Regions from separate parts of the Mus musculus genome. Here all the other regions are linked to region 1. A link is a contact called in public HiChIP or PLAC-seq and promoter capture Hi-C data. All regions are on one chromosome and are shown on one strand. Each heading gives the region's core, a stretch centred on a gene start, on an enhancer-like site or on the middle of the called end of the contact. The rest is flanking DNA. Distances are from core to core; before and after follow the strand shown.

The links. Promoter capture Hi-C pulls out the DNA fragments that hold promoters and counts their contacts. HiChIP or PLAC-seq counts read pairs in DNA pulled down with a chosen protein or histone mark.
Region 2: a contact with region 1 is called in an H3K4me3 HiChIP or PLAC-seq map of embryonic stem cells, with 10 read pairs. The contact joins the promoter of Bcl2l13 here to the promoter of Tmem121b in region 1. A contact is called at or near these places in 11 of 39 promoter capture datasets (the 3T3-L1 cell line, the C10 cell line, cranial neural crest and 6 more), 1 of 15 datasets of contacts at CTCF or cohesin (large pre-B cells), 1 of 484 Hi-C or Micro-C datasets (embryonic stem cells), 8 of 115 datasets of contacts at active chromatin or transcription factors (the 230-238 cell line, bone marrow-derived macrophages, effector CD8 T cells and 5 more) and 4 of 9 other capture datasets (adipose tissue, embryonic stem cells, liver and 1 more).
Region 3: a contact with region 1 is called in an H3K27ac HiChIP or PLAC-seq map of trophoblast stem cells, with 2.9 times the contacts expected there. The contact joins the enhancer-like site here to the promoter of Tmem121b in region 1. A contact is called at or near these places in 1 of 15 datasets of contacts at CTCF or cohesin (large pre-B cells), 9 of 115 datasets of contacts at active chromatin or transcription factors (embryonic hindbrain, embryonic stem cells, large pre-B cells and 4 more) and 3 of 9 other capture datasets (adipose tissue, liver and pancreatic islet).
Region 4: a contact with region 1 is called in a promoter capture Hi-C map of pre-B cells. The contact joins the promoter of Slc25a18 here to the promoter of Tmem121b in region 1. A contact is called at or near these places in 12 of 39 promoter capture datasets (the C10 cell line, the SN4741 cell line, cranial neural crest and 8 more), 9 of 115 datasets of contacts at active chromatin or transcription factors (embryonic hindbrain, embryonic stem cells, fetal liver and 4 more) and 2 of 9 other capture datasets (liver and pancreatic islet).

The regions. Positions count from the first base shown.
Region 1 is chr6:120,491,333-120,497,868 of GRCm38.p6, forward strand. Tmem121b (transmembrane protein 121B) reads right to left here and starts at 2,614. Exons shown (of 1, transcript NM_033567.2): 1 at 1-2,614. The coding sequence starts at 2,422. The coding sequence ends at 704.
Region 2 is chr6:120,832,269-120,838,804 of GRCm38.p6, forward strand. It overlaps Bcl2l13 (BCL2-like 13 (apoptosis facilitator)), which reads left to right and starts at 3,962. Exons shown (of 7, transcript NM_153516.2): 1 at 3,962-4,089. It overlaps Gm38889 (a long non-coding RNA gene), which reads right to left and starts at 3,926. Exons shown (of 3, transcript XR_869411.3): 1 at 3,836-3,926.
Region 3 is chr6:120,794,997-120,801,532 of GRCm38.p6, forward strand. Atp6v1e1 (ATPase, H+ transporting, lysosomal V1 subunit E1) reads right to left here. Exons shown (of 9, transcript NM_007510.3): 7 at 6,047-6,141; 8 at 2,881-2,968; 9 at 248-768. The coding sequence ends at 706. Among named protein-coding and RNA genes, the nearest start is that of Atp6v1e1, 24 kb to the right of the region's middle. Within about 2 kb of position 3,260, at least 87 of the 459 cell types and tissues checked have an H3K27ac peak or open chromatin away from gene starts, as enhancers often do. A contact at or near this core is called in memory CD8 T cells, pancreatic cancer cells and trophoblast stem cells, where this site is marked.
Region 4 is chr6:120,769,973-120,776,508 of GRCm38.p6, forward strand. Slc25a18 (solute carrier family 25 (mitochondrial carrier), member 18) reads left to right here and starts at 3,796. Exons shown (of 10, transcript NM_001081048.2): 1 at 3,796-3,812. It overlaps Cecr2 (CECR2, histone acetyl-lysine reader), which reads left to right. Exons shown (of 19, transcript NM_001368706.1): 19 at 1-1,219.

The sequences.
Region 1 (6,536 bases), core at 1,364-3,863:
TCCCAAGGGGATCCAGTGGCCCTGTTGAATGCAACTTCTGAGTGTTTGATTTTTTTTTTCAAGCAGCATCAGTGTGTGATGCACTGGAAATCGAAGCACAGAGGTAGAGTGCGTGCTCACCCAAGAAAGGGTGGGTGTTTGGTCCTTCCATAGAGACCTGCTCCTCCCCAGGCTGAGCAGAGAGGGGCAGGAGGGAGGAAGACCCTGGGCGAGCTTCTCCCTTGGAGTACAGCAACCGAGCAACAACTCCATCGAGGGGACGGTGGTCATCAGTCCAGGTAGGAAAGCATGGTGGTAGGTGTGTTGTGAAGCAAGGCCTCTCTAGATCTCCTTCCCACTGCAAGGGGCATGGGACTGACACCCAGAAAATACACTACACACACACACACACCCCAATGCTCACTATCCCTGCCTGAACCCCTTTCCTCCATTCTCCCCTACAGGAATAGGAATCAGGATGAAGGCGAGAAAAGCCGGTGGCACGTGTATCCAATCCCTTGTATGTCAGGACAGGGAAGAAGACCGCGGTGAACATGGGCCCTTCTTCCTCACGGTATATTGCTGGTCTCCCTCCAAGCAGTCTCTACCCACGGGGTGCAGAAGAATCCACTGGCCTTCTGCCTTATCAACACTTACCTCCAAACACAGCCAAGGGGGGGCGGAAACCCTAAAGCCAAGAACAGGGCCCCTGCCCTTCACTGCTTCAATTCTGAGAGGCAACAGCTAGAGTGTTGACATAGCCATGAGGGCCCCCTTCATTTTCCAAGTGGCCCCGCTGGGAGCCTCCCTGAGGTGGTGGTGGTGGAGGTGGGGGAGGGGCAGAGGGAGGAGCACCATAGCTGCTTCTGGCCCGACTTGGGGATACCCAACTCCCCCGGTCCCAGCAGCCCTCCAAGGCCTCCAGGCCACGGCAGCCAAGGAAAAAGAGATTCTTGAGCATAAAGATGGACAGCGGCTGTTGGTAGCTCACGACCAGGAGGCTGCGCAGCGCCAGCAAGGGCACGTCCACCAGGCAGCCGCCCAGCAAACGTAAAAGGCGGCTGCAGCTTCCGGGCCCGGAGGTCTGACCCCAGGACGGAGCTGCTGTGGCAGTGTTCAGCTCGTACAGCCAGAGCACTGGGGAGGCAAGAGTGAGGAAGTAGACGGCGATGAGCAGGTAGCGCAGGTGCGCCGGAAGCGGCACGCGGCCGTCCAGCATCAGCTCCACCAGTGTAAAGCTGTCCAGCAGGTCCAGACACGTGCCCAGGAAGCAGCCCGCGGCGCGATGCTGCTGTGGCTGCAGGAGCAGGGGACCCGCCGAGCCCGGGGGCGCGCCCGCCTCGCTAATGGCACGCACTAGGCTGTAGAGCAGCGGCACGGACAGCGCCATGGTAAGGCGAAAGCCCGTGGTGCCAAAGGGCGCGCGCAGCTCGATGAGGTCCAGGATGGATGTGCCCAGGATGAGCACCACCTTAGGGGTGAAAGCGATGGAGTAGATGAGCCAGGCCAGGTACGCAAAAGCGAACTCGCCCGCTGCCCCAGTCGTCCCCGGCCCGGCTCCGGAGCCTCCAGAACCTCCTCGGCCCCCGCGAGCCTTGGCCCCGGCCCCCGCCGACGCCGCTGCGGATAGGTGCAGAGGCGGAGCCGAGTGGTGGTGGAGCTGGTGGTGGTTGTGCATGCTGTTCGCTGGGCCGCCCCGACGGCCCCGGCTGTTCTTGGCGAAGAAGATGGCCCAGCCCACCACCACCACGAGGTCGGTGGCGATCCAAGAGCACCAGTACAGGTCAGTGACTGCAATGAGGTACAGGTCCAGCAGACCGCCCTGCGCCAGCAGCAGCACCACAGACAGCGCCTGGTAGCCCCAGCGGCAGCCGGGGCTTGGCGAGCAGCCCCGGCGCCGACCCCTACGGCCGGAGCGAGTGGGGCGGCCGCAGCAGCAACAGCAGCACGAGCAGCAGGAGGCGGCGCCGCCGGTCCCGGTGCCGCCTGCGCCCACCGCCGAGCGGCTCCCGGGGCCCCCGACGGTGCCGGCCGCGGCGCCCGCGCCGAAGTCCGCGGCGGTCATGCTGCAGGAAGAGGTGGGCGTGGAAGTGGAGGAGGCGGCGGCGGGCGCGGTGGCGGAGACTGGGACGCCCCCCTGAGCTGGGGGCCCGGGGAGCGCGGCGGCGGCGGGCACCAGTGGCTTGCTGATGCTAATGCTCTCGTCGTCGTCCTCTCGCTCCGCGCCTGTGCTGCTGCTCGGGGAGCCGCCGCCTCCGCCGCGTCTGCCGCCGCACCCCCCGCGGCTGGTGCTGGTGCTGGTGCTGCTGTCGCCCGAGCCTCTCCGGCCGCGGGAGGAGCCCCCCCGGAGGAAGAGGGGCTGTAGCCGGGCTGCGGCGGGGGGCGGCGGAAAGGAGGCGGGCGCGGACGAGAGCGCGCGAGGGTGGCCCAGCGCCGGGTGCATTGTCCTCGGAGGGGCTCCAGGGGCTGCCCGGCCGCTCTCTCCCCGTCAACCTCGGGCTGACGAGGCGGCAGAGGGGAACCCGGGCCAGCCGCTGCCGCCTCCTCGCCAGCTGCTGGAACTCGCACCCGGGTCGGGAGGCAGAGAGATCCGGACTGGAGCGGCCGGACTGGGCGAGTGAAGCCGCGGGTGGCTGAGCTGGGGGAGCGCGGGGGAGCCGAGCAGACCGCCGGGACCGGAGAGGCGGGGGCGGAGGAGGGGAGCGAGCCCAGCAGGCAGCAGAAGGAGCTGGCAGCGGGGAAACCAGGACTGGATTCGAGGGAGAGAGGAGGCGAGAATAGAGGAGGAGAAAGCCTGGCTGGCTGGATCAGCAGGAAGGAAAGGAGGGAGAACTGAGGTGCCGGAGTAGAGTTGAAAGCGTATCAGGCCAGGCGGGATAGGAACATGAAGTCTCTAGCTCCACAGCCCTAAGGGCTGAACCTGAACTGCTGGGTGGCCTTGGTCTCAGTGTAGACCACAACTTCGTGCTTCCAAGCACCACTGTCCTTTCTTGCCTATCAGGAGGAAGCGCAAGCCAACTTCTCCTCTGTGCGCCAACGACCATTCTGCCATCTCCTTCCGTAAAGGCCCTGAGAACTCAATGGAAGTGATTAAAAAGTTAAATAAAAAAAGAACCAGAAAGAGCTCGGGGATGGTGTATCTCAATTGGTAGAATGACCCGCCTTGTATGCATCCAGTCCTGGGTTCCAACCCACCACCAGAAACCAAACCAAACAAACACCACCCCCAATTCTATTATTCAGAAGGAGCACTCCCAACCAAGTACTGCATTTTCACACATCCAAAGCTGTCCTCCCCTCGGAGATCTTCAGTTTCCAGTTAATGAAAAGGCTCCCTGAATATAATTGCTGAGAAGAGGGCTTAGGAAGAGGGTGGGGTGCAAATACCACTGTCTAGTCCTGGGGTAGGGGAGGCCAGGGCCAGGGCAGGAAGCCACTCTGGAGACCTGGGGTGGGGCAGTTGCTTGCTTAGCCAGGCTCATCTTTGGTATTCTGAAAGGTTTGTACCTAGCTTGCATGCAGCGCGGAGGGGTTCCTCCCCATCACCCCACATCTGATTCCAGGTCTGAGGAGGTCGAGCAGAAGGCTCAGAAATCCAAAGTCACCATTGACTACATAGCAAGTTTGAGGCCAGCTTTGGGTTATGTGAGACCCTGTCATCAAAAAAAAAAAAAAAAAGCTAAAGCAGGAGATGAAATAACAGGAAAATATGTCTGACCAAGAAAGGGGGTGGGGGGATCTTTAGAGGTATGGAAGCATGCAAAAGAATAAACTCCAGCAGAGCCTGGTGTCACAAGCCAGCTCCTCTGTAACCCCAGGTACTCAGGAACCTGAAACAGGAGCTTTGAAGGTTCAAGGCCAGCCTTGCCCATTCCGGTCCATGGGCTGAGTCTGCCTAGGGGCTGCCCTCCCCCTTCCAACCCCACTGGTAGGAGTCCTGAAGGGCAGGAGGTAAAGTCCTGCTTTTAGAGGTAGAGGAGAAGAAAACTACAATAGCATTTGGGGCTCGAGAAGGTTCTGGGGCTTCTGTGTAATTCACTCCCAGTCCATAGGAACAAGTTAGGAGCTTGCCCTCGTCTTCCTCCTCCTCCTGCAGACTCTCTGTCCCCTGCCTTGATTTCACTGCCTCAAAGCTGCTGCCACAGTTGCCTGCCACGGTGGGATCACCATGCTGCTGCCCAAAGCCTTAGCCTTATCTGCGTGTTTTGTTGTTGTTGGGTTAGTTGGTTTTCACTTTTTTTTAAAAAATACACTTCTTTTTTCTTTTTAAGATTTATTTATTTATTTATTATATGTAAGTACACTGTAGCTGTTCTCAGACACTCCAGAAGAGGGAGTCAGATCTCCTTACGGATGGTTGGATGGTTGTGAGCCACCATGTGGTTGCTGGGACTTGAACTCCTGACCTTCAGAAGAGCAGTCGGGTGCTCTTACCCACTGAGCCATCTCACCAGCCCTGGTTTTCACTTTTTGAGACAGGATTTCTCTGTGTAGCCCTGTGTGTCTTGGAAGTCAATCTCTCTCTCTCTCTCTCTCTCTCTCTCTCTCTCTCTCTCTCTCTCTTCTCTCTCTGTCTCTCTCTCTGTCTCTCTCTCTGTCACACACACACACACACACACACACACACACACACACACACACACACTCACACTAGACCTGTCTTCAAACTCACAGAGATCCTCCTGCCTCTGCCTTCTGAGTGCTGGGATTAAAGGCATGGACCACCACATCCAGCAAAGAGAAAATTTTCAACCAAACTTGTTGTTTTTTAGCTGCCTGGGGATATATCTGGACAAATCCGTGGCACACATAACATGTAGAATTTATGACTTGTATAATCTTCCTATCCCCTGTCCTGGTACAGACCGCCTTTGAAAGGTCCTATGACCAATTGTCCAGAAGGCAGAGCAGGTGTAAGGATGGGAACCCATGGCCCCAGGTCCACCACACAGCCTGCGGGAGCTGAGGCCAGTTAGTTCACCTCTCTGAGCTTCACACTGATCTGTACAAAGGGACCAGCATCTCCTTTAAGGAAATACTGTGTTGAGAGACCATGTGTGTAAGCAGCTTAGCCCAGGGCTGGCACAGTGTAGACTCAGTTACAGAAGCTGGTGTTCAACGACTCAACCTCCCAGGGGGCCACTTATTCACAGCATCTGAGCCAGGTTCCCTGTCAAGCCTGCAGTCAGAGGTCTCCTCTAAAGCTTTATACTGCAGCTAGTACCGGGGAGCAAAAGTGTTACTTAAAATCTGATCTTGCCAGGCCTCACGGTATGAGAGCTTCAGCCATGCCAGCTGGTGCCAAGTCCACCCTCTTAAGACAGGGTGGAAATGACAGCTTTGAAGATGTAGCCTCTGCTTGTGCATACCCCACTAAGTCCAGCAGATGTCTGGGTTGAGCCAGTCCAGGTAGAAACCGGGCTTGGGGAGCTGCCAGCTTCTAATGTGAGTGATTATAGACCAGCTTCCTAGTCTCCCCCCAGGGAAAATGCCAGCCAGAAGTGAACACGGAAGCTGGCCTGAGATTCCTTGTTAAGTCAATGAAGTGGATGAAGAGGCAAAGGCAGCTGGAAAAGGCTTAAGTCAATGAAAAAGCATCCAGACTCCTGAGAACATGGAAGAACCAGTGTCCCCGCCCCCGGTGCCCATGCCTCAGACCCACCCATCCGGCTGAACCCTCTCATTCACCAGGACCAGAGAGATGATTTTACTTTAAGTGTCCGTTGAAATGTGCTATCAGCCAGTGGGCTTACCTTTCTTTTTACTTCATTATTATTAACTTACTTTATGTATGTGGGTGTTTTGTTTGCATGAATCTCTGTTTACCATATACGTGCTTGGAACCTGCAAAGCTCAAAAGAAAGTATTGGAGCCTGTGGGGCTGGAGTTACAGATGGGTGTGAGCCATCACTTGGATGCTGGGAGTCAAATCTGAGTCCCCTGGGGGGAAGGAGCTATTAACCAATGAGCTATATCATCTCTCCAGCCCCTACAGAGCTGATTTTCTGTAAGAGGTTCCTTAGCTGAATTTCCTGTAGATAGAGCCCAGGCTCTGAGTAACAAGCACACCAATAATCAGGATAAGTCAGGGCAACCATGGAACAAGTTGGTGACCAGAGCACTGGTACCAGGGGGGGCATCTCTCCTCTCTTTAGATTGGATACTTTTCAGGCGTCTTCTTCTTCTTCTTCTTCTTTTTTTTTAAAGATTTATTTATTTATTTTATGTAGATGAGTACACTGTAGCTGTACAGATGGTTGTGAGCCATCATGTGGTTGTTGGGAATTGAATTTAGGACCTCTGCTCGCTCTGGTCAGCCCTGCTTGCTCAGGCCCAAAGATTTATTATTATAAATAAGTACACTGTAGCTGTCTTCAGAGGCACCAGAAGAGGGCATCAGATCTCATTAGGGGTGGTTGTGAGCCACCATGTAGCTGGTGGGATTTGAACTCAGGACCTTCGGAAGAACAGTCAGTGCTCTTACCTTCTAAGCCATCTTGCCAGCCCAATTTTAGGGCTTCTTTACACACACACACACACACACACACACACACACA
Region 2 (6,536 bases), core at 2,712-5,211, 340 kb after region 1:
AGATAAGGGTGAGGTACCTTTGCAGAGCTAATCTCTGGAGTTAGCAAACCTCTTTAGTACCGCCCTCCCTGGGTATCTCTGAGGATTGCTCCCTGGACCCCTCTCAGATTCCAGAACACATGGATTCTGAGGCTCTTTACGTGTAACAGCAAAGCATTTACACATAGTTGACATGCTTCACACCCTCCTGCATGTCTTCAGCAATCTCTACATTTAATACCAACTACAATGTTAAGTGCTAAGCAAGTAGTTTTTGTGTTAGATTGTTCAGGGAACAGTGACATGAGAAGTCTACGTAATTCGGGTGTGGTGACTGAAAGGACATTATTAGGTTGGTAGATTGCCATGTGCTGCTTAAGCCTGTTGAGAGGGGGATCTGGAAATAAAGAGGGCCCTCCTCTCAGAATGCAGCATGCTTATTTCATTCTCCAAAATATCCTTTTCTTCAGAAGGCTGGCTCCCTAACTCTGTGACATGGAAGGGAGTTCTCAGTTAAAACATCATGTCCAGGGCTGGAGAGATGACTCAGCGGTTAAGAGCACTGACTGCTCTTTCAGAGGTCCTGAGTTCAAATCCCACAACCACATGGTGGCTCACAACCATCCATAATGAGATCTGATGCCCTCTTCTGGGATATCTGAAGACAGCTACAGTATACTTACATGTAATAAATAATAAATAAATCTTTGGGCCAGAGCTTTCGGGGGCCTGAGAGAGAAGAAAAAGTGTCTGAAGACTGCTACAGTGTACCTACATATAGTAAGTAAATAAATCTTTTTTAAAAAGCCCATCATGTCCCTAGGAATATCTGGAAGGTAAACCATTTCCAACAGATGTTAATGATGTTTTTCCCATCATTTAAAAACACCTACAAGAGGTACTGGAGGCTGGAAGTTCAGCCATGGGCAACTCATCTGTGAAGAGAAATCTCAGCTGGGAATTCCAGCTGACTGCCTCAGCTTCCCCAGTCTGTTCCTGCTGGATGCTTGTAAGTCTTGATTTGATGACCACCTTTGTTTACTCTCTCAATCTTGTTACCTCAGTTGTCCCTTAATGGATGCTATAAACTACCGATTCAATGACGTTCGTTTTAATATCTATCGGCCACTTGCTATTTATTCACTTGCTATATACTTAATAAACTTACTCCTTTGAGACTGAAAGCAGAGTTGCTACAGATCACTCGAGAGGCAGTACAGAACAGGGGTATACTTTTATAATCTTATCATTTGGGGAAGTAGAGCCAGTGATTTGGAAAGTTCCATGCCAGTTTGGTTTAAAACTGTCTCTAGAAAGTGTTTAGATTTGTTTTAAATCTAAGGACATGGGCTGGAGAGATGGCCCAGCAGTTAAGAGCACTGACTACTCTTCCAGAGGTCCTGAATTCAATTTTTAGCAACCACATGGTGGCTCACAATTATCTGTAATGGGATCTGATGCCCTCTTCTGGTGTGTCTGAAGACAGCTACAGTGTACTCCTATGCATAAAATAAATAATTCTTAAAAAAAAAATAAGCCGGGCATGGTGGTGCACGCCTTTAATCCCAGCACTTGGGAGGCAGAGGCAGGCGGATTTCTGAGTTCGAGGCCAGCCTGGTCTACAAAGTGAGTTCCAGGACAACCAGGGCTACACAGAGAAACCCTGTCTTGAAAAACCAAAAAAAAAAAAAAAAAAAAAAAAAAAACTAAGGACATACTAAACATGCAAATATTAACCAGTTCATAGTTTCCTAAATCCAGTATTTTTTGATATTATTTTCAGTCTTGGAGAGGAACTATTTAAAACATAATTTCAGATGAATTTTAAGAAAGAAGTCTATTCTTATTGTCTTCATTACAAACTGCTGGCCTAAGTTCCTGTCAGGTTAGTCACAGAAGGTGGTTCTGCGTGGTCATTTTGTCACCCGTAACCAAGCTGGTGGACTAGAAACAAGTCAGACAAACAGACAAACCCACTTCTATGCAAGACAAGGTCTCAGGTAGTCTAGGCTGGTTTAAAACTTCGTATGTAGTTGCAGATGGTCTGAACTTGTGATGCCCCTGCCTACTTCCAAGTCCTGCTCTTTCTAAGGACTTGGGTTTGGTTTTCAGCACCCACATGACAGCTCATAAACATGGGTAACTCCAGTTCCAGGGGATCTAACTCCTTCTTCTGACCTTATTTGAAACTAGGCACCCACATGGTGCACAGATGTACATGTAAACAAAACGCTCATATACATAAAATAAAAAAAGGAAGCGTTCAAAAGGGTTAGGATCATAGTTTGTAGATTGGTGTGCCCTGAATGATATCCCCAGCAACACACAGGCATACTAGCTTATACCCGAGGCCTCAGCACTCAGGAGGCAGAGGCAGGATGAGATTCCAGGTCATTCTAGGATAAAGAGCAAGTTTGAGGTCAGTATGGAACACTGTCCCAAAAAACCAAGAGCATATAATTAAGTGAAATTCAAGATATTTGTAATTGTGCCACCATTATCATTGTGAATTTTAAACATTTCTATTACCTCCTAAACTTAGCTACTGGTCATCACTTCCTTTCAGTTTGTATTGATTGTTTTGCTTTGAAATGTGTGTGTATGGGAGGTGGGGTTAGGCAGTGTGGTCAGAGAAATCTACTTGCTAGCGATGGTTTTCTTCTTCTACCATGTGTGTTCCAGAGATCCAGCTCAGATCATTAGGCTTACAGTAAGCACTTTTGCAACCTGAGCCATATCAATGGTCCCCAGTCAGTTTTGTAATCAATCTTTTATTATTTTTTTTAAAGATAAGATTCACTATGTAGCCAGACTCCAATTTATCCTCCTGCTTCAGCCTTCAGAGTGTTGGGATTACCAGCCTGTACAAGCAACTGGACACATTTATCATTTCTGATCTGACTGATTGCAACCGCCTTCAACCGCCTTCTAACTCCTAATCTTCTGTGCTGTTTGTGTTACTTTGTCACTTCATTTCAGTAACACAGGCTGAAACTCAAGCTGGCTAATGCAGGGTGTTTATCTTGCCTAGATATCTTGACCTTTTTACACGATCTAAAAAGCTCTTGCTGAACAACTAGATAATCGGGTTATACACAGCCTTCATGGTTTAAGTAAATCTATTTTTCTTTTTCTTTTTTTTTAAGATTTATTCATTATTATATGTAACCACATTGTCACTGTCTTCAGACACACCAGAAGAGGGTATCAGTTCTCATTACAGATGGTCGTGAACCTACCATGTGGTTTCTGGGATTTGAACTCAGGACCTCTGGAAGAGCAGTCAGTGCTCTTAACCACTGAGCCAACTCTCCAGCCCCAATCTATTTCTTTTTCTTTCTGGTTGATAAGCATTCAGTTTATCTTGGACCACAGGTTGGACATGCTTTTGTAGAGTCAAGAAACAAACATAAGAAACTATAGTCCAGGCAGCTTGCCAGGCAGTGCGAGTAAAAAATGGATTACTACTATAAGACTCTTTTTATCACCATGGTGCCCGGATCCTGAGTTGTCTCAACCTAGTCATTCCACCCTGCCTTTAAATTGCTTTCCTAACTTTCAGGACAATCTCCTGGCAGCCCTAGGAAGTGCAGTCTTGACCAGTAACCTGAGGGCTTTAGTACTCCAGGAACGCAAAAGTCTGCAGAACTCTGCTTCTGCTATGCCACCAGCTTCTTGTCCCACACAGGGGTGAGCAGGCGTGCGGTGGTGTCTACCTCATCACCCTTCGCCCTAACTAGCACCGGAAATGACTGGGTGAAGATACTTATGAAGTCCAGAATCGAGGATTTAAGCGGCTCCTGGAAAGAGAGGCACAGGACAGCTTCGTACACAGGTCACGCCTGCGCAAACTGACCAGCAGGTGTCAGTGACCCTGCTTCGTTTCCAGTTGACCGAGCCGCTGGCTTCCGGCTTGGCATTACGCCCGGGCCCCGCCCCTACGCCGCCGTGACGTAGGCGCGCCAGGGTGACCTCACCGTCCAACATGGCGGCGGCGGTAGATTAGGTTCGCGGGTCGAAGCAGCCACTGTCGCTCCTGCACCCCGTGGGAAGCCCCTGCTGCCGCCGCCGCCGTCTCCTTCGTCCCTTGTGGGGCAGGGCTGGAGCCAGGTGAGGGGAGTGGGATTCTGGGGCGGCCCTGGTGGCTGGTGGAGCGGTTTCCATCCGCTGAGGAAGGGGTCTTGGAGACCACCGAGCTGACCACGGTGCTGCCCAGGGCGCGGGAGAGACCGGGCCTGAGGGAGGAGGACCGTGCTGCTCCGCCGCGGCGTCTCGGAACTTCTGAGGGGCTGTTTGGGGTGAATCCGACCTGTCCAGTGCGCCCCCACGCCGGGCGGCTTTTGAACCGGCTGTGTGGCTGCCTGAGGCTCTGGAACTCACCCTTGCTCTACATTCTGTTCTTCACCCAGATCTCGGCTTTGGGAAGCAGGGTCTGTTTTGGGGGGCAGACTAGGAAGCGTGAATTCTCGCTTGGAGGAGGGAAGCGTGTGCCATTCACTTAGACCGATTATAGATTAGCTTCGCTAGTGGTGTCCTGTCACAGTGTGAAGGCTTGTTTCTCAGTCTCAGCGCTGGCTGCGTTTTGACACCCATTCACGGTCCCACGCCACCCCCCCCCACCCCCAAGACAAAACAAAACAGACTAGGTCTTCTTACCACACGAAGGCGATGCCTTTCACAGTGATTCGGGGTTTTTTGTTTTTCTCTTTTTAAAATCCCTCCTCACATTTTCGCGGCATCCTGCATTTCTTGCCTTTACATTATAGTCCTGTGAAGGAGGTAGCCTAGGCTAAGTTGAGGATTTTACTTAGGGGTAAAAATTGAAGCGATCTGCCCAGAAATTCACATGCTTTTGACTGATAGTTCGGCTAAACAGTTCGCCATTCCCACACACAAGTGTTTATCTAAGAGGTCTGTTTTACTCTGTGTTTAAAAGTTTTGAACCATGCTGACAGGCCCCTCTGTCTGATATTTAAAAAAAAAGTTTTTGCAAAATTTCCAATATTCCCCTTGGAGGCTTGGTATAAACCAGACTGTTGATGCTCTCTGCCCTAACTTGTGTGACCTTAGATGTATTGCCACACCCTTGAAATACCTTTCTTCCATTTTGTTTTAACACATAAAGAGTTAGGCAAGTGTGTGGGTAGTGAATCACTTACATTTCACATACACAGTTGGATAAATGTGTCCTGGATGATTATAACAGCGAATTGAAAACATTTATACAGTTTTTCTACAAAGTCTCTTGGCTCTGGATGATCAGGCACTATTCTAAACTATTTTTTTTTTTTTTAGTCCTTAAAATAACATTTGTTTTGTTTTGGTTTTTGAACTGTATCCTAAATTGGCCTTGAACTCAAATCCTGCCTTTTCTGTTTTGTTGTTGTTGTTGTTGTTGTTTTTTGTTTTTTTGTGGAGACAGGGTTTCTCTGTCCTGGAACTCACTTTGTAGGCCAGGCTGGCCTCGAACTCAGAAATCCGCCTGCCTTTGCCTCCCAAGTGCTGGGATTAAAGGCATGTGCCACCACTGCCTGGTAGATCCTACCTTTTCTTCCTCCCCTGAATGGAGATCCAGGAGTACCCAGCCATGACTGTCACTTTAAAATGTTAAATTTTACTATTATTGTGGGTGTAATTGTTTGTTTGGATACACATGTGTGTAGGGCGTTAGGCAACTTTGTTTCATTTGGGGGGAGGCGGGGCACAGGGTCTCTGTGTAGTCCTGGTTGTCCTAGAGTTTCCTATGTGGACCAGGATTGTCTCAAACTCATAGCTGTCCACCTGACTCTTCCTTTGAGGGCCTGTGTCACCATGCATGGCCAGAGGGCAACTTTGGGAGTCAGTTTTTTCTTTCCATCTTTACATGGGCTCTAGGATTAAACTCAAGCTGCTTTCACCCACTGAAGCATTTTTTTTAAAGATTTATTTATTATTATATCTAAGTACACTGTAGGTGACTTCAGACACACCAGAAGAGGGCATCAGATCTCATTATGGATGGTTGTGAGCCACCATGTGGTTGCTGGGATTTGAACTCAGGACCTTTGCAAGAGCAGTTGGTGCTCTTAACCACTGAGCCGTCTAGGTTAGCCTTGAGCCTACAGTCAGCCTCCCTAATGCTAGGATTCCAGAGGGGAACTACCACATCTATCTGAAATGACCTGTGTCTATGTTCAGGGGTGTACCCTGGAAATTGAATTTAGCCAAATAACATGAAAGGTTAAATCTACCCATCTTTTAACTTTTTTTTTTTTTTTTTTTTTGGTTTTTCGAGACAGGGTTTCTCTGTGTAGCCCTGGCTGTCCTGGAACTCACTTTGTAGACCAGGCTGGCCCTGAACTCAGAAATCCGCCTGCCTCTGCCTCCCAAGTGCTGGGATTAAAGGCGTGCGCCACCACGCCCGGCTTAACATATTTTTACTTGGCAAATGTATACAGTTATATAGTATATTTTTGTCATTTTTACCCCTGCTTCCCCGTTAACCTCTCCCATTATCTCATTGTCTTCACCTTCAATTTGTAAAAGGAAATGGTGAAGCTGCGCACTCTGTAGATCTA
Region 3 (6,536 bases), core at 2,010-4,509, 300 kb after region 1:
ACACACACACACACACACACACACACACACACACACACACACACACAAAGCTGTCCAGCCTCCAGGACAGGCAGGTTAATGTACGGCAGGGATTTGGGATAGCTCCTCTCTGGATCTTCCTGTTGCCCAGGCTGCCCCCAAACAATCCTCCCACCACAGCTAGGGCTACAGGTGTGGGCTACCGTGCCCAGTGGAACTTACTCTCAAATCACAAACTCGGTGCCTTACATAAGGAACAACAACTAAATCCACATAAGCCCTCTGTTTTAATAAATAAAGAATATTTGTGGCTTAGATTTTAAATCACATTTACAGAGAAGGAAGACTAGACCTAAACAGTAACAGCGAAGGTAGTGTTCCTGGAGGAATGTGAGTCCCACATGCACTTTATGCCCAAAGAGCAGGGACAGCATGCACAACTCACTCTAGACTAGAGCAGGACAGGGAAAGAATGGGTCCTGGGTGAGGCCGTGCAGCACATCTGACCCTCCCGTCCTGCTGCAAACCCAGTGAACAGCTGTGGCCTCAGATGAGCTGGGGCTGGGTTCTTGCCCACACCAAGTGGCCCTGCTGTTGACACTGAGCCGAGGGCATTAGCTGTAGAGGGTGTCCACTGATTACCAGTATTAGAACAGAAAGAGGAAGCCACACAGATAATCTGCTTCTCCAGGAGAACAGCCGTGGGGGAACTGCTCCTCCTGAAGCTCAGTCCAGAAACTTCCTATTGGCATTTGCACCAAACAAGGCTCCACGGACTTCTGGCATCATCTGTAAAGAAGTCAGTAAATCAGGACCTCAGTCAGGGAAGTTGCAGACAATATTAACACCATGTGGGGAAAGGACATTGCTAAGCACATCAGACCTGTCCTATCTGCTGCACTGTGCCAGACAGTTAAGCAGTCAGACTATGCTCACAAAAGGGGAAAGACCTGAAGTCATTACTGTACTCAGTCTGTGACACTGAGTGTGTGAACCCCTTCCAGGACTGGCTGCAAAGGGCACTTAGATGGAGTCTGTTGATGTCTTGACAGAGAGTTACAAGGATGAGTGTGACCCCTAAGAGTAACCACATTGGCTTTTGTGGGGTCTCAGGCACTCCAATGGTCTGGAAGTTTGATAAAAGCCAGCATTGCTCAGGATCTTGTGAAAGTAGTTCCCACTCTGGCAGAAGGGATATAGGTTGTGTGTCAAAGCCCCTGCAGGCCTCCAGGCTCCCTCAGTATCCCAAGTAGCTGTTACACATTTCAAACCCACACTGCCATCCTAGCCTTTCTCAGCTCCCAGACAGCCATCTGTTCCCTTCTGCCCCACTTTTCTCACAGATCTCTTCTGTCCTCCCACACTGTACAGTCTCCCTTGATAGCTCCATGGGAACTTCTCACCCACTGTGCTAGCCCTCACCATGTCCAGTCTACGTCTTTCTCCTTCTGTTCTGGACTCTTCCAGATGCCTCTGGCTGTTCTCGTTTCTACAACAAAAGCCTTAACCATTATCATGGAAGGGTCATGTCAGCAGTTTCTTTACTGTGCTCCATCAAATACAGCTTTAGGTACTGGTAAAGAACTGAATGTGTGCGAGAGAGGCCAGAGGACAACCACAAATGTCATTCCTTTGGAGCAATCCACTTTTTACTGGTCTGGGGCTTGCATGACTCAGCTAGGGTAGATGGCCAACGAGCCCAAAGAATCCTCCTGCATCTGCTTCCCCATGGCTGGAACTAGAAACATGTCACCATGCCTGACTTTATGTGGCTTCTTTCTCTCTCTCCTTCCTTCCTTCCTTTTCTATATATTTATATAAACTTTACATCCTAATCACAGCCCCCCGCCCCCGTCCTACCCTTACAGATCCCTCCTCCTATTGCCCTCTCCCCTTCTCTTTGGAGAACAGGAACCCCATCCTGGAACAGCTAGTCCCATGAGGACTAGGCACATCCTCTCCCACTGAGACCTAACCAGGCAGTCCAGGTAGAGGAAAGGGGTCCAATGGCAGGGAACAGAGACCAAGACAGCCAGTCCCCTCTCCACTTGTTAGGGGACTCACATGGAGACCAAGCTGCACATTTGTCCAGCTCCTGCATGCTCCCTGGTTGGTGGCCACACTCTGGCCCTCATGGTCTCAGGTTAGTTGACTCTGTGGGTCGTCTTGTGGTGTTCTTGACCCCTCCAGCTTGCTCACCCCTACCCCACTCTCCCCCAAGACTCCCTGAGCTCCTGCTGATGTTTACCTGTGAGTCTCTGCATCTGCTGCTGATGGATGAAGCCTCCCAGGAGACCTCAGCTCCTCAAGCTTATGAGGCAAGAACTTTACTCACTGAGCTATTTATCTCTCATCTCCGCTAACTCCCCATCTGCAGGACTGGCTAGCACAGAGGGCTAACTAGCTCTAGGCCTCCTGAAGATGATGCACAAGTGCTCTGGCTACAAGACACGCACTTTCATTTCAGCATACTGCACTCTCTGGGAGACAGGGTCCCAACCTGCAGCTCAGACCGGCCTCACAGTAACCCTCCATCAGTCTCCCAATCAGCTACCACATCTGGCTAACCTACTCTGTATTTGTATGTTTGTTTTTGTTCTTTCTAGACAGGGTTTCTCTGTGTAGCCCTGGCTGTCCTGAAACTCACTCTGTAGACCAGGCTGGCCTCGAACTCACAGAGATCTGCCTGTCTCTAGGCATGCACCACCACACCCAGTTGAAACTATACTCCTAAATAAGGGATTAAGAAAGTCAACAGAAACTGTTAACCCATGTCTGGAAGATGACCAGCACTTTAGGCTTGTATCCTTGGGTTCAGTGTACAAATGTGGAGACATGAAGATCAGCGTTGAGTTCTCTGCAGTAAGTGCCAGCCGACACGTAACCAGAGTCTGCACTCACCTGCTGGGCTATCAGGTCCAGCCGGCTTTCCAGGGTGTTGGAAACCTTTATCTTGCGATCCCCATTATAGATCTCAACGCCACCAGCTCTACAGAGAACACAGGAAGTAATGTCACGGGCTTGAGATGTATGTCCATGACACGACACTTACCCGACTCCTACCCTCAGCACAGGACAGCCTCGGCATGTAAAGTGTACAGACAGGGCAACACTAATCCCACAGCGTCAGAGAGAACTCACAGTGCTCGCACACAGGGTACAGTGACTGTTGAGCACAGCCATGGGGCTGCAGCGTGCTGTTCAATTCTAGCCAGCCCTTCCCAGCAAGGTAGAAACCAGCTTCAATTCTCTTAGCTATGAGTCACCAGGCAGCCTATGGAGAGGCGGCACCTGCATGCTGCTGACAAAGGAAGGACAGTGACTCAACATGCCTGGCTGCCTAGTGCCTGCCTCTAGCCACCCTCACGTGTCACCTCACTCCTCAAAGCCTCTCAGCACTCAAGAGACATACACAGGTCAACTGTATTTCAAGGAACCATGGGGAACAAGATTCACCTACAAATGACCAGTTCTGTCAATTACCAAGATAAATGGACTATCAGACAAGGACCCAGATACTACTTGAGACAACATTTCACTAGGTAGCCCAGGCTAGCCTAGGACTTACCATCTAAAATCCTCCTGCTTCTGTGGAGATTACAGGCACGTGCCATTATGCACAGGTGGGAAAGGATTGGTACTTCCTCCTTGGGATGTTCGGTGGCTGATGGCCACAGCTGTACCAATCTCCCCCTTTCTGTGCCTCCCTCTTTTTTTCCAGTCTCCATAGCACTAAAGATGTTGCTCTGCTGAGATCCTGACTCCTGGGTGTTTTGTGGGGGAATGTGAGGACAGGAAGGGAGAGAATAAGCAAAAATGACCTCAGCAGGCACTGAGTGTCAGCTTTCTTCTCTTTCCTTCTGTGTTTTGAGACAGGGTCTCCCTGCATGGTTCAAACTGGCCTCAAACACTCTATCATCAATTGGAGCCAAGAGGCTGAGAGGTGATCAGCCTCCTGAGCAAGCACAGCACTCCTGATGAGCCTACAGCTTCCTAACTTCACAGCAACCTGAGTCTCGTGTACGAGATGTAGTAGATGAGGAAATGCACTCTGAGAAACCAAAAGGAGTAGTAACCACATTAAACAAATACCACTTAACCCAAAACAGTAAGCCTGCAATCTCTTAACTGTAATATTAAACCTCAAAAGGCTCTGAAAGCCACGCATCCTTCAGATAAGAACTGCCTGCCTCTTGTCATCTGGCAGAAACTAGCAGATCTTGACCTATTTATCTTGCATAGCATGAAAATTGCCAATTTTTGTTTTCTGTTTTCAAACAAGGTGTAGTTATGTTGCCCAGGTTGGCAGCTACACCGCTGGTAGGATGTGCATCTCCACGTTGCTGGCCATGAACTCCTGACAATCTTCTGCTACAGCATCCCAAGGACTGTGATTACAGGAAGGTGCCCCATGCCTAGCTTTTCCTGTGTGTCAATTGGGAAATGTTAGTATACCTGGCCATGACAGTGCTGTCTTAGACTTGAAGATACTACACAATGGGAAGCATCGGCACTTTGTCTGTCTTTGGTGCTGATGATGGGACTTGATCTCACACCTGCTATGCACGCTCTCAACTACCGAGCTGCACCCCAGCCCACGTCATTGCTATTCTGCTCTCTGAAATTCAATACATGTCTGATGACAAGGTCCCAGGAGGATCAGCCAGCCCTGTACCTGATGTCTCTGCACTGTCTGCTCAGTTTCCACAGCACATCGGCACCACTGAGCACGCCTAGACATGATCTCATTTCAAATGCTTCAATTTACTCAAGTCAGCTGGGCATGGTGAGCCATGCCTGTGATCCCAGCCTCCTGGCTGCTGTGAACAAAACCAACCTAGTCTACAGAATGAAATCCTGTCTCATCCTCTTACCACCAGAATAACAAAAACAAAAAAACCAAAACTGAAGCCAAGGCTCAAAGAGACAAAATAAGTGTTGCATCACCACTCAGACAGCCCTCAGCCGAGTAAAGCAAACCCACATCTGACTCACGCTTTCATGACATCCTGGGTTCTACCTGGTGTAGCAAGAAATAAAACAAACCCTCAAACCCCAAATCTATTTTTGACGGCCAATGTTCGTTCTCAACCATGTCACAGCCCCAAGCCTCAGCTCTTTCCATTTAGCTCAAGGTTTCCCAAGACCCTGCTCCAGGCTAGGCAATGGTAGCAATGTGATGTCAGACAGAAAGCTCTGGGCACCAACACTAATTTCCAACAGCGAACAGGATTATGTTCCACACTCCCATGCACAAAGTGTTGCCGCCCTGACCTCAAGACCAGCTTGAAGGAATGACAGGAAAACAGACGCAGGTACCTGGAGGATACAGCCACACCTTTCTCCTGCAGCAAAGACCTCACCCAAGAAAACAGTGTTCTTAGGGCTGAGGACTAAATCCAGGATGGGCTTTCCCACTGTACTGGCTGATTTTGTGTCAAGTTGATACAACTAGAGCCAGCAGAAGGGAAGGAGACTCAGTTGAGGACATGCCTCCATGATATCCAGCTATAGATAAGGCATTTTCTCAATTAGTGATCAATGGGGGAGGGCCCAACTGAGGGGGCTGGAGAGATGGCTCAATGGTTAAGAGCACTGCCTGATCTTCAGAAGGTCCTGAGTTCAAATCCCAGCAACCACATGGTGGCTCATAACCATCCATAATGAGATCTGACACCCTCTTCTGGAGTGTCTGAAGACAGCTACAGTGTATGTGCATATAATAATAAATAAATCTTTAAAAAAAAAAAAAAAAAAAGGAAAGCAGGTTGAGCAAGCCCTAAGGAGCAAGTCAATAAGCAGCCCCCTCTGTGACCTCTGTATCAGCTTCCAGCCCTGCTTAAATTCCTGTCCTGACGTCTTCCAATGATGGACTGTGATCTCGAAGTGTTGGCCAAATAAACCTTTTCCTCAACTTGCTTTTCCGTCATAGTGTTGCAGCAAGACAAATCAACTGGGACTCACTCCCCCCACCCCGAATAATAACAATAAAGAAAAGAGTTTTTAAAAGACTCAGCACCAAGGCCATTCCCATAACAAGCAGCAGATTTAACAGAAAGATCCTTACATTTCCTCAGGCAGGTAGGCCTCCTGGTCAATCTGGACATCAACATCCTTTTTGGTAGCAATTTTATACATAGGGATTGCTTTTTGTACTGCGGCCTGGGGGCGGGGGGGAAGCAAACAGAAAACAATAAAAGAGTTTCAGGTAAAATCGAGCTTTGCTGCTGAGGTCCTCACAGTGTTTCCTGAGGAAGAGGGGGAAAAGGAGAGTGTGCACACACACAGGTGGGAGGAAGGAGGAGTGTGCACACACACAGGTGGGAGGAAGAAGGAGTGTGCACACACACAGGTGGGAGGAAGGAGAGTGTGCACACACACAGGTGGGAGGAAGAAGGAGTGTGCACACACACAGGTGGGAGGAAGGAGTGTGCACACACACAGGTGGGAGGAAGAAGGAGTGTGCACACACACAGGTGGGAGGAAGGAGTGTGCACACACACAGGTGGGAGGAAGAAGGAGTGTGCACACACACAGGTGGGAGGAAGGAGTGTGCA
Region 4 (6,536 bases), core at 2,546-5,045, 280 kb after region 1:
TGTGCAGCATACATACTTGAGGTCCTAGCTTCAATCCTTAGTTACCCCAACACTCCATAATTTGAAATTCCCCAGGAAGGCTTAATCCAGAGTCAAGATCAGGTGTCAAAATCCTCAGGTGTTTCAGATGACCTCATTTGATCTTCTAGCATTCTTTACTGTTCCCTCCTTGGCCTCCTTCCTTACATACTTAAAACCCTGATGTGACGTTCCCTTCACAAGAGTGTATCAGTGAGTGTTCAGTCTGGAGGATTTCTGGAATGTGGGCAGCTCTTGTCAACAGCTATAGCAAAGACACTTGGCATTTGGGTGAAACATGCAGAAACATTGCCCCTTCCCCCATGAATTTACAGCACTGCTTTAGTTCCAGTGTGAGCCCAGCATGGTGGCACAGGCCTTTAATTCCAGCAGGCAGAGGCAGAAAGACCTCTGAGTTCAAAGTCTGCTTGGTCAGGCCAAAGCTTAAGTAGTGAGACCCCCATTAAAATAGCAAACAAACCCCAAGAATGAATGTGACAAATGTGATTGATACTTGCTGGTAAAAGGCTCTCGATTACCTTTTTCTGTTTGAGCACACTGAACTCCTTAGAGCCTTAGGACCTGGCTTAGACCTTCCTTTTGAGTAGATGAGTTGCGTGCCCAATCACAGTAGGCCAACACAAGCTTAGCCTTGGTGCTAAGATCTGTGTCAGTCTTGGGTTAAAACACATTCTCTAGGTGAGGTGGGACAACAAGCTTTCTACTAGCTTGGCTTAACTTAGCTGCTCTCACTCCATCCTCCCCCTTGGAGTTCAGTGGGGACAGCTGTATGGATATTGAATAATTTATTGAAATGCTGCCTCCCTCCCTCCACCCCATTCTCTGTGGTCCCTTCATTTCTTTAGGCAGGGGATATATCTCTCATTTGACTCGTGGGCCCTAGCCCCACATTGCCAGTCTGCACACAGTATATTGGACATTGCTACAGAAGTGAATGCCCTATGAACTGTCCTGGCCAGGGGGGAATGGTATTTATTTTTATATTGTATATATTTTGTCATGGTCTGCTGGTTCCCTGCTGTTTCACTGAGAGCGACAATTACCTCAATAGTTAGTTTGATGCTGTGTGTTGGATAATTTTTTGAAAGAACTTTTTAAAAAGCTTTTTTGATCTTTGGAGATCTGTAGATTTATTTCCATATGAACTCGTTATTTTGTATAAAGTACATTGTTAAATTAGTAAGGCTTTCGTGTATGTGCCTGGTGTGTGTTCATGTGTCACTTTTATCATCAGGTCAGACTCCTATTTCAACAGTGCCCACCACCTTAAAGGATTCATCTTCATCTCACTTAGATGCCAAGAATCTTCACAGTGGTACAGTCTTAACTATGGCCAGGGCAAAACCCATCACAGCTAGTCTGTGGTACCCACCTGGGACCTTTATCCTCATCCCAGCTACAATGCATGGCTGGTTGCAGGTATCTTCCCAAAAGTGATGGCCATGTTTGGCATTGACTGCTCTCCTTGCAGAGCCTTTGGTGAGCAGTCAGTTGACAGAGACCATAGATAACCTGTAGCTTGTAGTCATCCAAGTTACAGATATCCAGAAGAGGGAGCTGCAAGCCCAATGAAGCTTAGGCTAACCCAATTGTTTTTAGTTCTAGTTCCTGGGAAATGTTTTGATTAGGTAGGTTATGTAATCAACCGTGGTCTTAGACCAAACTACCTAGCTGCTTTTATTATTACACTTTTAAGTAGTCCTCATTCCATAATAATTCAGCCATACATGTGCCTACCCACAATCTCTGGACTCTGAAGACTGCAGGTCAGTTAGTAGCTGGTGGCCAGCTAATGCAACAAGGACTTGTCTCTTTTCCTTCACATGGGTTCTGGGGCTCAAACTCAGATTGGTGGGCTTAAAAAGGTAAACATTTTCATCTGCTGAGCCATCTCTCCAGCTCAAGGCCTCTTCAAAACATACAAAAGTAAAACAACCCAGTCCTGAGAACGTTACACAATAGAAAAGGGCATTTCTTCTATAAAATACGCTGTGTCACTTTATTTTCTAGTGTGGTTGCATGTCTATGTAATTTCTGGAACAAAGTAAGCTTTAGGATGAACACTTTTAGGAAACCTAGGTGTGTACTATGCTGGTCACATTGTTCTCTCTGATGGTGGTGGTTTCTGTTTGCCTGGAGTGGGATGGCAAGTCACTGGCTGCCAGCCCCATGCACCAGCCTCTCAGAAACCCAGCCCAGTTGCATCATGCCTTAGGCATCCAGACAGCTGCTTCCTTGTGCACCCTACTGTCCCTTAGAAAATAGAAACTTGGGAGCCTAACTTATTCTCCACCCAAAACCCCCATATTACATAATTCCTCAACAGGGAAAGCCAGATTACTAAGAATTTAGCTGTGGGCCTGGAGGAATGGCTCAGTGTTAAAAGTACTTGCTTCTCCCAGTACCCACAGAGCAACTCACAACTGCTTGCAATTCCAGTTCCAAGAGATCCAGTGCTCAGTTCTGACTTCCATTGTGCATATAAGATACAGGCAGTCATTTACATGTACAATCCTGTATGTCAATTAAAAATAGATCTACTGTAAACAAAATAGAACTTAATTCTTAGAACTTGATGTAGATCAATTGATAAGAGTGTCTGCGGCCGGTGTGGTGGCGCACACCTTTGATCCCAGCACTCGGGAAGCAGAGGCAGGTGGATTTCTGAGTTCGAGGCCAGCCTGGTCTACAGAGTGAGTTCCAGGACAGCCAGGGCTATACAGAGAAACCATGTCTCAAAAAACAAACAAAAAAGAGTGTCTATACTGTGTGTGAGGCCTCAAGTTCCAACTTCCAACTCCAGATGAAGCTGGGTGTGTGTCAGAGAGGCAGGAAGCTCAAAATCAAGTCCTCTTGTATACATAGCTTACAGCTTAGGATACACAAGATCCTATCTCAAAAGAAAGTGTCTATTCTACACAAATCATTTTGACGAAACAATGCTAAATCCTGTATACAACAAAAAATACTATCTTCTACTACTAGTGAGCTTGATTTTAAAACTTGTTTGTGCAGTATTGTTCTGATCTCTCCCTGAAAATATTAATAACGGAGAAATACCTAGCTGGAGTCTTCTGGAAGGGGAATGGCTTATGATCTGTGGCTATTATGTACATGGTGTCTTTGGCTGTGGCTCTTTTCTCCTGGGTGGCTGTAAATCCTTCCAGCTCGGCCAGGAGTGGCAAAGCTCTGAGCACCGATGCTGCTGCCTGTCAGGGCAGACTTCCCTGTCCTCACCCCCCACTTCGCTCTGGTAGCTTGGCCTTGTTGATCTGTTGCCCTGGATTCAGTTCCTTGAGCTTTTGAAAGGACAGTGTTTGTGCATTTGTTTCTGTCTCCTTTGTGCTTACAAGGCTCACTCCTCTAGTTTCCTGAGGCAGTTTTAGCAAAAGCTTTCAGTGCACAGTGAAGTGCTGTAGCAGCCAAGAAGGCAGCTGGGAAATGCCCAGATTGAGCTATTGTATCCTGGAGTCCCTGCCCCCGTGCCTCCATGACACGAATTTTAATGCAGGTGCCTTGAGACCATTTGAGGAGTGGAAAACCACAACTTGCTCATCCTGTGGGCTCATTTCTGACCACATAGGACCATTCACCCTGGTCTGGCTGAGCAGAGGTTTTGAAGCAGTGAAGCCAGCTCCTCAGATTGTATCACGAGTTTTAACTCTAGGGAAGAGTTAAGTCTTTATAGGAAGGAAGGCAAAGACAAGATCCAGCACAGCCGGGCCTGGAGTATACCAAACACAGATGTGGAGTGACCCCTAAACGCCTTGTCCGTAAGTACAGTTGCCCTTGCTGTCCTTAGGGATCGGTTCCAGAATTCCCAGTGCTAAGTCCCAGTGCTTAAGTCCCCATGTAACTTGGTATTTGCATACCATCTATGCACATGGCCCTGTATATTGTTGTCTCTTTTAAAAACCCCATGTATAGAGCTGTCACGCTGTACTGTTGAGCACTGACGAGAGAAAATGTCTGTGCATACTCAGCACAGAATCCCCACTCCCGCAGTTTGCTGCATCCACTTGAGGCCCAGCAGACTGATGAGCAGCATCTGCCTGGCACTTTGCCTGCTCCTTCAGAATACAGAGGAAAGACTACTGTCCTTTCCTCAGTTAGTAAAGGGGGACACATTGAAGGAAACCAGCCTACAGCAACCAAAGTGCTGGAAGGGATGGTGCTTAGCCAGAGGTGAAGAGGGTGAAGTCTGGTTTGTTACTCATTGCAGCAGGGTGGTTCTTGGTGTGTTCACACCATTTGGCCTGGACAGACATCAGTGCACAGGTTAAGTCTGACCTGGTATCTGTCAGACAGTAACCTACGTTATGAACAAACATCACCTAGAACCTGGTTTAAATGTAGGTTCTGTGCCTTCCTCCTCCTGCCTGATCAGCCCATGAAGTGCCCAGCCCCCTGATGTGAGACACCCTCTTTGATGATGCATCACAGACCATAAGAGCACCCCCATAGTGGAAGGACCTGGCATCAAATCTAGGGCTTTACACCTTTCTGATCTGAGCTGAATTTTACCTTCATACCTAGCGGATATATCTATCTCCACTAACGTCTCCTGAAGAACTATGGAAGGCAGCTTATGTTGCTGACTAAATGGTAACAGATGTCCTCTCATCTATACTTGGGAAGAAATAGCAAAGCTGACGAACTCCCTTACTGTCCACCCTGACTTAGGCCACCTGCTGTCTTCCTTTCATTGGTCTCAGTCCAGTTCAGTTTCCCATTTTCTCTGCACCTCAAAGTTTTCAAACTGTGGCCCTAATATCAAAACTGTAGTCCTTTGCTATCTAACAGCCTACTAATAATACATGATAGTCCCTCAGCTGCTGCAACATTTTAGTTAACAAGCTCCTGCCAGACTGCCTCTTACTGGTTTCCTGGGCTACACAAAACCTGCCTTAAAGAGATTGGTTTTCATGATGCACTCAAGATTGAAAGCCAGCCAGAAAGTTGGAAAGCTTGACTGTGTACCTGTGTCATTAGGGTATCCCGGTAACATAAGACTTGGTCATTGGGCCTGGGGGGTTGGAAATACTGCCTTCCTAGCTGACTTGGGATCTTGCAGGGCCACTCTGGAAGCAAGTAGACCTTTGATCCTGCCTGGAAATTTGCTTAAAGAGAGTTCAGGTGCATCTCTTAACTTTGCTGTACTTTTCCAGACCCATCACCCTTCTTTCTCTCTGCCTGTAACCGAACCAAAGCCAACCAAAGCTGAAGCTGCCTGCTCCCCTGATCTTCCTCTCCTGTGGGTCCTTCCTAGCTGGTGATGTCACCCCGGCTTTTTTTTTTTTTTTTCTTGTTTGATTTGGTTTGGGTTTTTCATTTGAGACACTCATGAAGCCCAAGCAGGTCCAAAATTTGCTTTCTAGCCAAATACATTCTTGATTTCCTGCTTTTCCTTTCTCTACTTCCTGATTGCCACCCTGTGCTCTGGGGATTGGTTGGACTTCATGGATCCTAGGCAGGTACCAACTGAACTACATCCCAGCCCTCCTTTGGTTTAGTTTTTGGTTTTGAGACAGTGCCACTCTGTAGTGAGGGCTGGCTTCGGGCTTATGACAATTTATGTAGTCCCACCATTTGAAGGCTGAGGTTTCAAGTCCTGGAATTACAGGTGGATGCCACTAATATTCACTGAATTCTCTCTTTAATTTGTTGGTTTTTCTTTTATGTGTTCGGGTGTTTGACTTTGTATGCTCCATGTTCTTGCTTAGAGCCCACAGAAGTCATCAACAAGTTAACGCATAATTGTAAACTGCCAATTCAGTTCTTGAAACTGAAGTCCAGTTCTTTGCAAGAACAACAATAATATTTACCTGCAAAAAGTATATGGAGCCTGGTGTGTAGCTTGATAGTGGAGTGCATGCCTGCTATCCCAGCACTCTGGAGGCTGAGACACTGGGATTTTGAGTTTGAGACCAGCATGGTCTACATGGTAGGTTTCCAGGCCAGCCAGACTGCAAAGTGAGACCTCATCTCAGAAAACCAAAGGTGTGTGCAACCGAGAAGCAGAAATGATTGATCAAAGCACTCGTGAGATACACATAACCTCCCTGTACGTAACACCCCCCAGCCACACCTGTCAGGCCAGAGCACTTGGATCCCATGCTGACCCTCTCCTCACACTTGCCATCTATCCCAGTGTGTTCAGCTAGCTGACAGGGCTGTTGCATCTTCACAGAAATGGCTGCTCAGGTTCTACAGAAGATATACATTGTAGTCTTTACCACTTGTCCGTCCATTCTTCTGACAGCTGAATGGTAGGGAGCCCCCCATTACCCTGCACTGTGACTGTATGTGTCCTAGTACTTCTCATGTGGGTTTCTAATACCCAAGCAAGCTTTGGCACGGTGTGTGAACTCTGTAAAGAGCAGTGTGGCAAGGGCTGGAGGAGGACAGTGCCTGCCGGCTCCTCTGCCCCTGTGAAAGAGCTGCAGCAGGAACAAGGAGGGAGGGACTAAACTCTGATAAAACCCAAGGACAAAACA